2 separate regions of the Anser cygnoides genome follow, and region 1 is linked to region 2. The links are chromatin contacts, called in public Hi-C maps. All regions are on one chromosome and are shown on one strand. Each heading gives the region's core, a stretch centred on a gene start, on an enhancer-like site or on the middle of the called end of the contact. The rest is flanking DNA. Distances are from core to core; before and after follow the strand shown.

The links. A called contact is a pair of places that touch in the nucleus more often than the background predicts.
Region 1: a contact with region 2 is called in a Hi-C map of liver, with 2.2 times the contacts expected there. The contact joins the promoter of THUMPD2 here to the enhancer-like site in region 2. A contact is called at or near these places in 2 of 7 Hi-C or Micro-C datasets (granulosa cells and liver).

What each region holds. Positions count from the first base shown.
Region 1 is chr3:13,357,890-13,364,299 of Taihu_goose_T2T_genome, reverse strand. THUMPD2 (THUMP domain containing 2) reads right to left here and starts at 3,611. Exons shown (of 10, transcript XM_013196149.3): 1 at 3,468-3,611; 2 at 2,988-3,120; 3 at 1,310-1,725; 4 at 17-94. The coding sequence starts at 3,560.
Region 2 is chr3:13,263,625-13,269,705 of Taihu_goose_T2T_genome, reverse strand. All of the region lies in intron 3 of SHLD1 (shieldin complex subunit 1), which reads left to right. Among named protein-coding and RNA genes, the nearest start is that of SHLD1, 8.4 kb to the left of the region's middle. Within about 2 kb of position 2,520, at least 1 of the 3 cell types and tissues checked has open chromatin away from gene starts, as enhancers often do. A contact at or near this core is called in liver, where this site is marked.

The sequences.
Region 1 (6,410 bases), core at 2,362-4,861, 94 kb before region 2:
AGACAAGTGCCACTACCTCTAGATCGGGGTTCCGCAGATCAGCCCGCCACCTAAACTGCTTCATGAGCGCTATGCCAATTGCTCTTCCAATCTCCTGTGAAGGGAAAGACCAGTAAAAGACATTAAAAATAAAAGAATTAAGAAAACTACAGATCACAACCTTGATTACACAACCCTCATAAGTACCTGGGAAAAGAAAAAGTCTTTCTTTACTGCTAGAGAACAATTTATACAAAGACCAGAAGAGGTGTACCAGGACAGAGCGATAGAAACACACCTCAGGATAACATGGCTGTTGCTCACCTTGAGTGTGGGAGGCTGAAGTTCAAGTCCTACCCAAGGTAAAACAAACAGCTGTAGTCATTTTAGAACTATGTATCACATGTGAAGTATTTCTGATGACTGTAAATTAGATCACCTGAAGGAACCTGTCAATGCATAACTGCAACTCTCAGTTTTAATGCTTTTATCACCTCTGGAAAGTTGTACCTTCAGCATAAGAATTCAAATGCACAGAACCAATTTAAACAAACGCTGGTGCTGGCAGGCTCATGTGTCCCATCTTCCCAAGATACCAGCTTTAGCAGAGAGAAAAAAATCTAACTTGTTGTTTTCAGGTAGGAGAAACCTAAATAAACTGCAGCTACACATTAATTTCCATTTCGTATGGTGAAAATACAATGCAGATGAGAACAGTGTTGGACAGAAGGGGCCTCTACAGATCTCTACACCACCTCTCTCAGAATGGTTGGGGCTCTTCAAGGCTGAGTGCTGACACCCCAAGGACCAAGATGCACTCTCCAGGATGTGTCCCAGGGCTGCACCACCCACCACCCTTCTGGGAATTTCTTCATGATACCCAAAAGAGCACCCTTCCAAGCTGCATATTCTGGCTTTTGCCCCTTGTTACGCAGTCTGCCTCAACTGAGAGGAGCGTGGCTCCGCTATCCTTGCTACGACCCTTGAAGTAGCTGCAAGCCACTCACAGATTGCTCTTCAGACTTGACTAGGTTTCACCTGCCCAGCCACTCGACCTCTTACCTTCACTTATTCTCATTAAAAGACATTGATTCAAAAAGCTGTTCAGGCTAATCATGCCTTGAAATTAATAACAGCACTTGTATTTCCACTTGCTTAACGTAAATGCAAGTTTTATGAGTTTTTTCAAAAATTTTTTTTGAAGATACAGAAAAAGTTCAGACCAGTTTGTTATTCCAAAACATACAAAACACAAATTAAATTGCAAATAAACCACACGCCTCCTTTCACTTTCACTACATCCTTTTAAAACACAGATACTTTAGCATACCTGTGAAGTAAGTATTTTGGCAATTGCTCCACTACAGCGACAAGAAACTCGGAAGCTAAAGCTATGCTTCTCATTCTCAACAGGTTTCTCTCCACTGCTTTTGGAAGAGTCTTCTAAAGAAGCCTTGGTTTCAGTTTGGCCTTCCTCATCACTCTTCCTGTCTGGTACCACACCATTCTCTCCAGCTCCTGCTTGACATTCCTCAGACACAATCTCTCTTACTCGCTCTGTTTTCTGTCTTTTAGTTACAACATTCATCTCTTCTTCTGATTTTCTCTTGCAAGGTGATGGGTTTTCCTGAGAGACACCATCTTTTTTCCCCTCACAACCACGAAGGTTTTTCCAAGTAGCGATAACATCCAGCCAATCCTTTGGTTCCTCAATGACAAGACTTCTAATTTCATGCAGTATTTTCCCTGGAAGAAAAAGCTAGTTTCAGGTTAAGTAGTTCAATCTCAGCATTTGATGTTCCCACAGAATGAGAACATCTGTCAGGGACTTTGTTTAGATCTCCATAACGTGTGAATCCACGAACTGCAGCAGCATACATCACAGACACAGCCAAGCTCTCAACACCCACAAACCCTATCAGCTGAAGACCCACACATCCATCTGATTACAAGCTTTGCAGAACCAAGAATAACTTTTGCAGGGCTTGAATTCTGCAGAAGTTCAGCAGCTCTAGAAAACCAGACTACCTCAGAGTCATTCCCAGGGATGGAGCACCAGCCTACCATATCGTCGTCCTCTTAGTCCAGAAAAACATTTGGTTCAGGATTAGATATCCAGGACACTTTCCAGGACTGACAGACATGAACATGAACGGCTTTGATTCGGCTCAGAATAAAAGTCACAAGTTTATTCTTTTATTAAAAAAAATATCTCCTTGCTATTAATTACTCTTCCTTCAATCCTGCAAAGTCTCCAATACACACCTAAACTTACACCTACCTGTAGTGTGTCCTGTTGACTTAACTATGACAAGAGAGGCACAAGAAATACAGAGGCCAATTCATATAAAAGTCTTGACTCTGGTCAGGGAAAAACATTTAAGTATTTCTATTTCTCATTTTAAATTTCATAATCATAGTTAAATTTGATCCTTAGAGCCAAAGGCCTCTTGTAATCTTTCAAATAAAACCCTACCCCCATACAAATATCAATCCATCTTACTCAAAATTCTTATTTCAACACTGATAAAGTGACACGAGTACTTGAAATTCACAAGAAATCTGCATACTGAACAGTTAAGTGATGCAGAATATGTATGGATCCACATCACCTAAAAAAAAAATGACTCACTGTTAAAACACATACAAGGGGTCCAGAATTGGACTTCAGTTTTGTTAATTTTTTTGGTGTGGGAGTGGTGTTATACATATATACATGCGTACTATGCCAGCAGAACGTCAGCTGGTAAGACGTGTATTTCAAACATTTTTAAGCTGTTTTCAGCACAGAAAAACATATTTGAAAGCATAGTTGGGTAAAAAACAACAAAAAGAAAGTCAAAAACCACAACTTCAGAGTTGATTCTTCTCAGTTAGAGCTACAGATGATGAAATTGATCGAATGTTAATTTTACAAATAGGACATGAGCTTACACTTGAAGTTTTTGAACCCATGTCCTGCATGCAAAAAGAACAGGATGACTCGAGGGGAACAGTCAGCGCAGTACCTTTATTTCCTGAAACGGGAAGCGGGTCGTGTTTCTTAATCAGCAAAAACAACCTCTCTCCAGACTTGATTTTCTTCAGTTCGCTCGGCTCCGCGTCAGTGGTGAAGAAGACTTTTCCCGAAATATAGTCCACCTTAAAGGGAAGGGGAAAAAAGAATATTTTCTGTGAGCGCTTCAGCGGCTCAACAGCACCACCGTGTGCCCTACCACGTCTTCGCACCGAGAAGAACCCAGCAAAGCACAGCTAACCAGGGGTGGCGAGGGGACGGAGATGTTGGTCAGCACAGCCCTCAGAGCTGCGGAGCGCGGTTTCGCGAAATAAATCATTTTAGTGCCTCTACGAGCCGGCTTCTTCCTGGTGTCCTGTCATGATTTTACTCCCTAGAACCTCCTTGGCGAACGCAACAAGAAATATTTAATTTTACCGCACGATATATTGAAATTAGCACGGACTCGCAGCGAACGAGGCCTGCTTCTCACCTCCGTGGCTCCGAGCCTCGCTCGCAGCTCCCGGGCCAGGAAAGGCTCGAGGCCGCGGCCCGCCGTGCAGAAGTACCGCCCGCCCGCCGCCATCTTGTCCCGCCCCCGCCGCCATTTCGGGCCGCCCCCGCCCAGGGGGCAGGCTGAAGGAGCAGCAACACGTGCTAAGGGAGGGAAGAAGTACCGAGAAAGAGGGGTTGTTTCAAGTTTTTTATTCCAGCGCTGTTGACACGTGACAGCGGGCAGAACAGTTTTTCATGTCAACGTAATCATAAACACCGGGTTCTCGAGAGCTGGTGTGACCCCCGTGCCACCAGGGCACATCACTGGAGCGTCATCTCCCTTTTGATCCTTGCCTCAGCGAGATGATCAAATGTGAGATGATCAAATGTTCCAGTGCAGCTGTTGCTCCATGTACTTCGGCAGAAGACTGTATGATCTCTTCAGCCCAGGCTGATGAAGAGAGGGAGAATTATAGCAGCGTTCCTCCTTCTGCAGATGTTAAAATAATATCTACGCCCACACAACTTAGGAAGAAAATTTGCTGATACCCCCTGGGGTGACTCAGCACCCACAGCTCAGGAACAAATGGCAAGACGTCAGTTCAGGCCCAGCACCGACAACCTTACATGCTGCAGCATCCATGACCTCACATCTCTGCAGTCCAAAAGCACCAAAGCCACCCAAATATTTCTGTAGAAGTGAGCAGGCAAAGAGAGTGTTAGCGTAGCAACCACATAACCACCAAGTGATTATATGAAGGTGCTTTATTCAGCGCTGGAAGCCGGGGCAGGTGCCCAAATCTGGCTTCAAGTCCCGTTACTTCCCAGCCATTATTTATACATTCAACATTACGTAAGGTATACATATTCATTACAGGTTGCAACATCAGCCTCGCATTCCATTCTAATTAGCTCCCCTCCCCTTTGCACATGCGTGGCGCACTCTGGTGGTCGTCCAGGTGGTCGTCCAGATGAAGTAAGGAGTCTTCCTCTCCGCTAAACTCTTTCACCTTTCTCACTCGACGCATGCTCCCTCCGCTCCTTGGTTCTGCTTCAACTCATTTCAGCATTTCCAGGCCCTTATCCAAGGTCAGGTTGTACCTGTTCCCTCCCAGGGTTCCCCTTCAACGATTCCTTTAAATGTTCAGTGTACTCCCTAGGTTTCCAGTGTACATAGATTAATTGATAATGTAAGTACATTTGGTAATGCTTAATTATACTGTATGTCCCATCACCTAAGAGACATTAGTAAAACATCCATTCGATTCTCCCCAACACTAACATTTCCCCCCTTTGAAAATACTTCACTCATACCAAGAGCAAGTATTTTCATTACTATTAGGTTGAATCAGGTTAGTAGAGGTTAGTGAGTATAACTTGATATAGAGATTAGTAAGTATAATCTTAACGCATCTTCATTAGTCTACTATCTTATTGATTCCTCTATGCCTGCTTGTTAACGCTAGTACTATAGGATGGGGGTGGAGTAAGTGGGATAGGGTGTTCTGGGTGATTCCCAGTAACCTACTAACCTCCTTAACCACATTGGCAATGAAATGTGGTCCCCTGTCTGAAGAAATACCCAATGGTACACCAAATCTAGGGATTATTTCCTGTAGTAACCATTTTACCGTTTCCTTTGCTTGCTTGGTGCGACAGGGAAGGGCCTCCGGCCATCCTGAAAAAGTATCAACCCCTACCAATCGGTATTTATAACCTCTTGCTTTAGGCAGCTCCACGAAGTCTATTTGCCAGTAATCTCCAGGCTCTATCCCAGCTCTAGTTCTTCCTATCTCAGCATGTTTCCTTGCTACCGGATTATTCTTTAAGCAAAGCTCACATTTTGACATTACTGACTTTGCCATTGTTAACATGTGTACCGAGATGACACCTCGTTTCAAATAGGTCACCATTGCTCCTGCACCCCAGTGACATTCATTATGTTTTATTTGTAAGATTTCTCGCATTACTATAGGAGGCACTATAAGTTGTCCTGTCGTAGTCACATACCATCCCTCAGGATTCTTCTGGGCCTTCATCAAATTTGCAAGTCTCTCATCTTCTGCTGAATACTTTGGGTCTTTAGGTAATTTAAAACAAGAGAGGCCTACCTTTGATGGAATTAGAGCCGTTACTTTCCATACTTCACGCGCAACCTTCCAGGCCGTCAAATCTGCCAGTCTGTTACCTTCTGCAATCTCTGACACCCCTCCTTGATGGGCTTTACAATGCATTATGGCCACCTGTTGGGGTTTCTGTACAGCTGTTATTAATTTCAATATTTCTTCCTGGTATTTTATATTAGTCCCTTGTGAGGATAGCATTTCCCTTTCTTTCCATAATGCCCCATGTACATGAACTACCCCGAATGCATATTTTGAATCTGTCCAAATATTCACGTTCTTACCCTCGCTTAGTTCCAGGGCTCGTGTCAGGGCGACTATTTCTGCTCGTTGGGCTGAAGTCCCCGGAGGTAGGGAATTTGCCTCAATCACTACCTTTGATGTAGTTACCGCGTATCCTGCATAACGAGTCCCATTTTCCACAAAGCTGCTTCCATCCGTGAAAAGTTCCCAATCCGGTCTCCCCAGAGGCTGATCCTTTAAGTCTGTTCTGCTGGCATAGGTATGTTCGATGATCTCCACGCAATCATGACTGAGGTCTCCTTCCTCCGTAATTGTTCCTAGAAACACTGCTGGGTTCAATAAGTTAGTAGTTCTTAAGATTACATCATCTTGCTCAGTTAGTATAGCTTGATATTTCATCATTCGGCTGGGTGACAGCCGATGGCCCCCCTTTTGCTCCAATACCGTAGTCACCATATGTGGCACGAACACCTCAATTCGTTTCCCTAATGTGAGCTTCCTGGCTTCCTGTATCAAAAGGACTGTGGCTGCCACGGCCCTTAAACACGAGGGCCATCCAGCACTTACTGCATCCA
Region 2 (6,081 bases), core at 1,271-3,770:
TGCTGAAACTCTTTTTTGATGCCACCTCAGCTGTCTAATCCATTGTGCTTGGTCAGCGTAGCAGAAAAAAGCAGGAGTCTTTTAAAAACGATCTGCCTTTGGCAGACTTTCTTGGACAAGCAAATTCTGTCTTGGGAAAGGAAGCTCCTTTGCTTGTTTGTATTTTCACATTGTAAACTGCTGCTGTGGCACGAAATAAATGGGGATCCCTTGTGGCTATAGCTTGCACCCCTATAAGCTATGGGATCAGAAGACTTGGACAGTATGGGTAACGGGTCTTCTCATCAGACTTGAAAGAGTATTTTAGGGGTGGGGATCTTCCTCTGATTCAAAAGCACTTCCAAAAGGCCATTAGGTCTCCGGGAATGTGACAGCTTCCCTTAGCAAAGAAGCAGAGTGACAGCACAAGCTGTGTTACCTGACGTCTGTCACGAGCCGGACTGAGACTGACCAAAATATTGTGGCATCCCAGCCCCGGGAGTCGGAAGTGAACGTGGAGGTATGCCTACTGCCTGAGTCATTAGTAATTGATCTTCTTAATCTGGAGAGTCTGCGTCACCTGTGACAGCAGAAGGTGGTTCCCATTAGTCAGGGAAACAGGGCCTCATGATAGCAGGTATCTCTAGGCGAGAACGGAGTAGTCCTGTGGAAAAACTGCTGAATATCTAAGTTATGGATGGATGAATGGCTTCAGGACTAGTGTGGGAGTGAGGGCTGTGTTCTCCTAACAGATAAGCTTGCTTTTAGCTGACTGTTGTTGTGAGCTCAAGTGTTTATGTAGCTGAGAAAATTAAATCGGATCGGTGAACTTTTGGCATGCTTCCTTTTTTCTTATACACCCCCTTACGCTGGAAAATAATTAAAGAAAAAAGAAATTCATTATTTATGGTGTTTCTGTTCTGCATCACTCTGCCTGGGTGGCTGTTGGCTAGAGCGTGTGGCCTTGGGGAGGGATGAGCCTCCTCGTGTGTCCTGTAGCTTCTCCTTTGGTCTCTTTGTCATGAAAAGTTGTTGGAAAGATCTGTCCTTAGGAGACTGGGTGGGTAGAGGGTGTCACCCAGTGGAAGGGAAAGATGGGTGGAAAATGTGGTGTCACAGGAACGAAGGAAATAGAGGAAGGATGACAGTAGAAGGGGAAGGATGGCAGTAAAAGGGGAAGGAGGGATTCTGAAGCAATCGAGTAGAGCAGGGAGACAAATAATTCACTGTGTGGTTGGAGAGGCTCGTGTATGTCTCAATAACGGCTAGCTCTCAGAAAAATGCCCGTCTGGGGGACAGAGGCTTCCAACCTTTAGTTACCCTCTCCAAAGTCACTACTTCTCTTGTTAGGGTTTGCTTCGCGTTTGAGCCCACGTGTTGGTTATTTTCCACGGGCTCCTGCGAGCTCTCTAAAGACAGCAAGGATCCCAAAGCGGCCATGCTTCTTGCTCCTGCTCCATCCTTAGCGCTGGCACTGCTACTCAGGAAGCCACACGAGGAGGCAGCTCAGGGAATCGGTCCCCAACTGGCAGCCACGGGAATGTTTGTGGGGCTGAGATGGGGGGGACAGCTGCTCTTGCTGGCAGCAGCGTAGGAATATGGCAAGACGGAGCAGTCAGCAGCGTGCCCTCTCTTTCATGTGGGGTTACAGCCTTCCCAGAGTGGTGGCTTCTGGAAAAAGTAATGTTAGGGCATTAATCGCTTTTCCCCTGTGGGGAGCCGGGCTGTATGTTCCTTGTGATGGATGTTGTTCCTAGGCTTCCTTCAAACACAGGCTGTTCTTAACTCCTAGCGAGGGCATGGGGGAAGCGGCGCGGAACCGAAGAGCGTTTCTCTGTGGCCCGGATCCAGAAAAGCTTGGGTGAAACTGGTGAGTCTGAGCCGTGGCGCTGCTGCTGCTACTGTGCTAAAATCCTGAGGAGGGTAGACCTGAGCATGATGATACCCCAGTTTTAAAAATAAAAGCAATCATGGTTTGTGGACTGTTTGGGTTATGTTTTTTTATTTATTTTTTAGCCAACCAAGCACGTGTTAATCAAAGCAGAGATTTCCAGACTGACACAGCTCTCAGCTCTCTAGGCAATTGTGAGTTCTCTGAAGAAACGCTACACATCCCACTGAATTTACATGCTTAGTTTTGCAGCGAGTTGTGGTGTCTTTTATTAGCAACCGAGGAGTCGCATTAATGTCAGTGCATGTGTTTTGATGTGTCCTTAAATGCTCCCCCCTGTTTACCATGTCTACCTGCCTGTCAAGAGTTGCTTAATCTCTTTTGCAGAGCTGGGTTGTGTTTACTGAAGAAGCCTGGCATGGTTTATGCTTTTTCTGTACGGGAGTTGTGCACAAGTGCTGACGTAGAAGCTGAAAATGAAAGGGGCAGGCTGTACTTTTCATGTCAGCAGCAACCTTTCAGGGCTGGCACTTGACGGGTGCTTGGAGATAGAGTTCAGCCCAGAACTCGGTGTATTCATTCATTGTTTGGTATAGAAATTACAGCTTGGCTGTTCGAGCCACCACTGTTACCAGAAGTAGCAGAATTTCCAGAATGGTTTTTTGTCTGCCCTTGCTGAGGACAGCCAGAAGACTGAAGACCTTTATATAAGGTCTCATTTAAGAGGTCAGTGTTAGCTTTTTATATCCCAAACATATGTGATCTTTTGAATCACTTTCAGAAGGTTCCACAGCTGTGCTAAAAAAAGGCTTTTTCTTGTACTCCTGGCTGCCGTAGTTAGATACAGAAACTTCTGCCAGTTTCCCTTTATCCCAGAGACGCAGACTGCCCAGAGAGTATCTTGCTTTTTGGCTTGATGCGAAGATGAAGCCGAGGGTACTGTACAAAGGGGGTTTGTGCTAGTATGAAAAGTCATCTTGGACTGCAGGAAGATAACATTCTCCCACTTGCAAATGCACTTCCGATTGAACTGTGAGCCCAAACGCCTTCAGAAATAATTGTTTTTTTCCTAGGTGGATGACCTGTGCAGAACTGCTTTTGACTGGCTGAAGCTTGTGGCCCCTGTTTTGAGAATTACTGGATTTTCATCGGTTATGCTTTGTTTCCTGCTGCCCTCTAGTGAGCAGTGTTACTCATTTACGGTGCTACCAACCTTAACGTGCTTGGAGCTGATGGGCTGAAGGCTTTTTTTTTTCACCTGGTGCAGATGTATGCTGCTGTAGTGAGCTCAGTCCTGTGGCAGCTGTCTGCCACTGAGAAAAGATGCTAACCAGTTCCCAAGGCAGATGTGGGAATACTTCTGAGGAGGGTTGGCTGCTCACTGTTTAGTGCATGGTCCTTGGCATAATGTGGCTTATTTTGCCAGTAGGTGAAATATTTGTTTTTGTCCAGGAATAGCCTTCCTACATCTGTCTATTACAGCCATACCAGGATTTGATTCTGTTATGGGAAAGAAGAGTCTTTAAAGATTGGTGGTTATACTATTTTTGGGGTGTAGCTGTCACTTCTTTGCCTTCCCAAAGGTTCTGTTTTTAGCAACTTGCTCTTCTTTTATCCCTGATACTGGTGTAAGCATCAACTTGTTTGTCAAGGTAGGTGATTTGTTTAGCTTAGCAAAAGCAAAAAAGCACCCATGTTCAAGCAAGAACGTGTACTTGTTTATTTATGATTTCTAACCACGTACACTCAAATATAATCAAAATATTAGATTTTTCTTAAAACCCTACTCTTTTCAATAGAAAACCACGGGGAAATGTTTCAGATCCTAATAATTTTATATAGACCTGGTGATCAAGTGGGGCAGATGCTCAGCTGATGTGAATTTATCCAGCTCCTCTGAAGTCGTGGCCAGGCCCACAGGTGTGGTAACTCTGCAGCTTCAGTGAGTTTGGCAGGGTTAGCTCTGTGGCACGGTTGTGTTGAATATTGGACGAAGCTGCAAAGTAGAATTCATGCTACGTGACATAAAAGGAATACAGGGGAACTTCATGACACAAAATGAAGTGCTCAGCACCACTCTGAAGGTCTCCGCATCTTTTATAAATTAATTTTTCAGGCATGTTATATAAAGCATCCAGCCAAAAATAAATCCTGGATGAGAAAAAGCTGGTGCTTTGTTCTGCACAGACTGGAGAAGAAAACTAATCCTATTTTAAGGAGAATTAAAGCACTCTCCTTATAAGTAAGGGAAGAAAAACTGGGGCACGTGACTTGCCTTGTAGATTTCAGTGTCTCAGGGTACATCTGTGTTCTGTGAAAATCAGCTGTTTTTGCTAAACCATTACTAATCAGAAATCAAGTACAGAGGAGCGTTTTGGTAAGGAAGACAGGGAGTGCTGCTCACACACTGAAGTTCTCTGATTAGATTTTGGGGTTCTGTGCTTAAAGGAAAGCTCGGAGGTTTGGCTGTCAGAGGTGTTGAGGAACAACTCTAGTGCAACTAGTGCTGTGGTCCGAGGTTTTCTGTTGACTTATTTGGAATTGCATCTTATGCTCAGAGTGAGTTTTATTCAGCTACTCATCTATTTTTTTTTTTTCCCTCCAGAATTAGAGGATTTTGTAGGTTTGCTCTTTAGGCCCGGAGTTTCAGCTGTACCACCTATCTAACTACTAAGCTATTGAGTATAGAAAGGAGCATGTGTTCTGTGTGTTATCCCTGAATCCTTCAGAAGTGCTGGCAAAGCACAGACTTCGGGGGACCATAAGTGTTGTTTGTTTCATTCATCTTTTTCAATTACATGTGTAGGTTAATGAAACCCTTTCTAGCCTCTCTGTGTACAGGAAAAAACAGAAGGGGTTGATTTTCAGTATTGCCGTTAAACTTTGCACGGCAGAGTGGTAGAAGATTTCGTTTCCTCCCTAAAGCCAATTCTGAGAAGTTGCTTATCAGTTTTACGGCTGGGTGCTATTCCTTGTACTGAGAACTGCTGCGCGATGACTGCAGAGCTGGGTGCTGGTGGCCCATCCCCACTGCAGCTGTAGGAGTGGGCCTGACCTGTAAGGAATTGCTTACTTAATGAATTGCCTGTTGTCCCTCAGTGTGACAGAGTATTTGTGGAAGGTGATGGGGGTGCTGTTTTTTTTAAAGTTGTATGTATGCATCTGCTTGTGGTGCTGGATTTACGGCTTCAGACCTGGAGGAAATTTACTCTGACAGGTAAGGACTGATCCAGAGCTCTGTGCATCTCCCAGCTGGTGGCAGCTACTGCTGGTTCGGGTCTGCGGAGCACAGGCCTGCCAAGAGGCTGTGGTGTCTTGTTCTTGTCCCTGTGCATCACTTGGGTGGCTGGTGAGCTCTGCGGGCGAGGGACCGTGCTGTGCTCTGAAGCTGCGTGCTGCCGAGGACAGGGTGTCTCCGTCCTTCCTCTAGGATAACAGAAGAGCCCAGCTGTGCACCTCCCTGAGCCAGGTACAAAGAATTGTTCTCTTAAACTTTTGAAGGAAGTTCATTTAGTCCTTGTTTGGCCAGAGAAGGTGAAACAAGGTGCAGGGCAGGGAACAGTAAGTACTCCAACAGAACCAGCAAGGCATGAGTCAGGTTATACGTTAATCCCATTCACCATTGAGAACAAGCTGTGTTTCTGAAGTAGCTTGTAACTCTGGGTTATTTTCCAATTTTAAATGTAAAGTGCACATGTCACAAAGATGATGTGGGGTTGTTGTGGTGCGCTGCGTGATCTAGAGCCCTGATGTCGAGCTGCCAAATGTGCTTGTACGAAGCAAGGCTTAGGAAAGGGATGCACGTTTCTGCATCCCTTATACTACTAAAATATCTTTTTAGTGATGCTTTTGTCTTCCTGTGTGCAGAAGCGTGTGGGGTTATTTTATTTTTTTCAGACACCATTCACTTTGTGGAAATTTCTCTTAAATGCTTCCAACTCCTCATGTACAAGTGCTGAGCCACCTTGCTGAGAAGACATGAGGTGTCAGTCTGACTGAACAGGCCTCACACAAGTGACCTTTGGATTTATGCAGGTTGGTCAGTTAGAGTTGATGCACAATAGAACGGGCAGCATCTTGAAAGTGTGAAATGCTGAACAGGGTAAAGAGAAATGCTGAACAGGGTATGAGAGCCGTCAGAGTGGAGATTGTTCGGGTGGTACCTTGTCTTCAGCAGCAGGTACCAGTGCTGTTGGAAGAGCAGGGCAAGC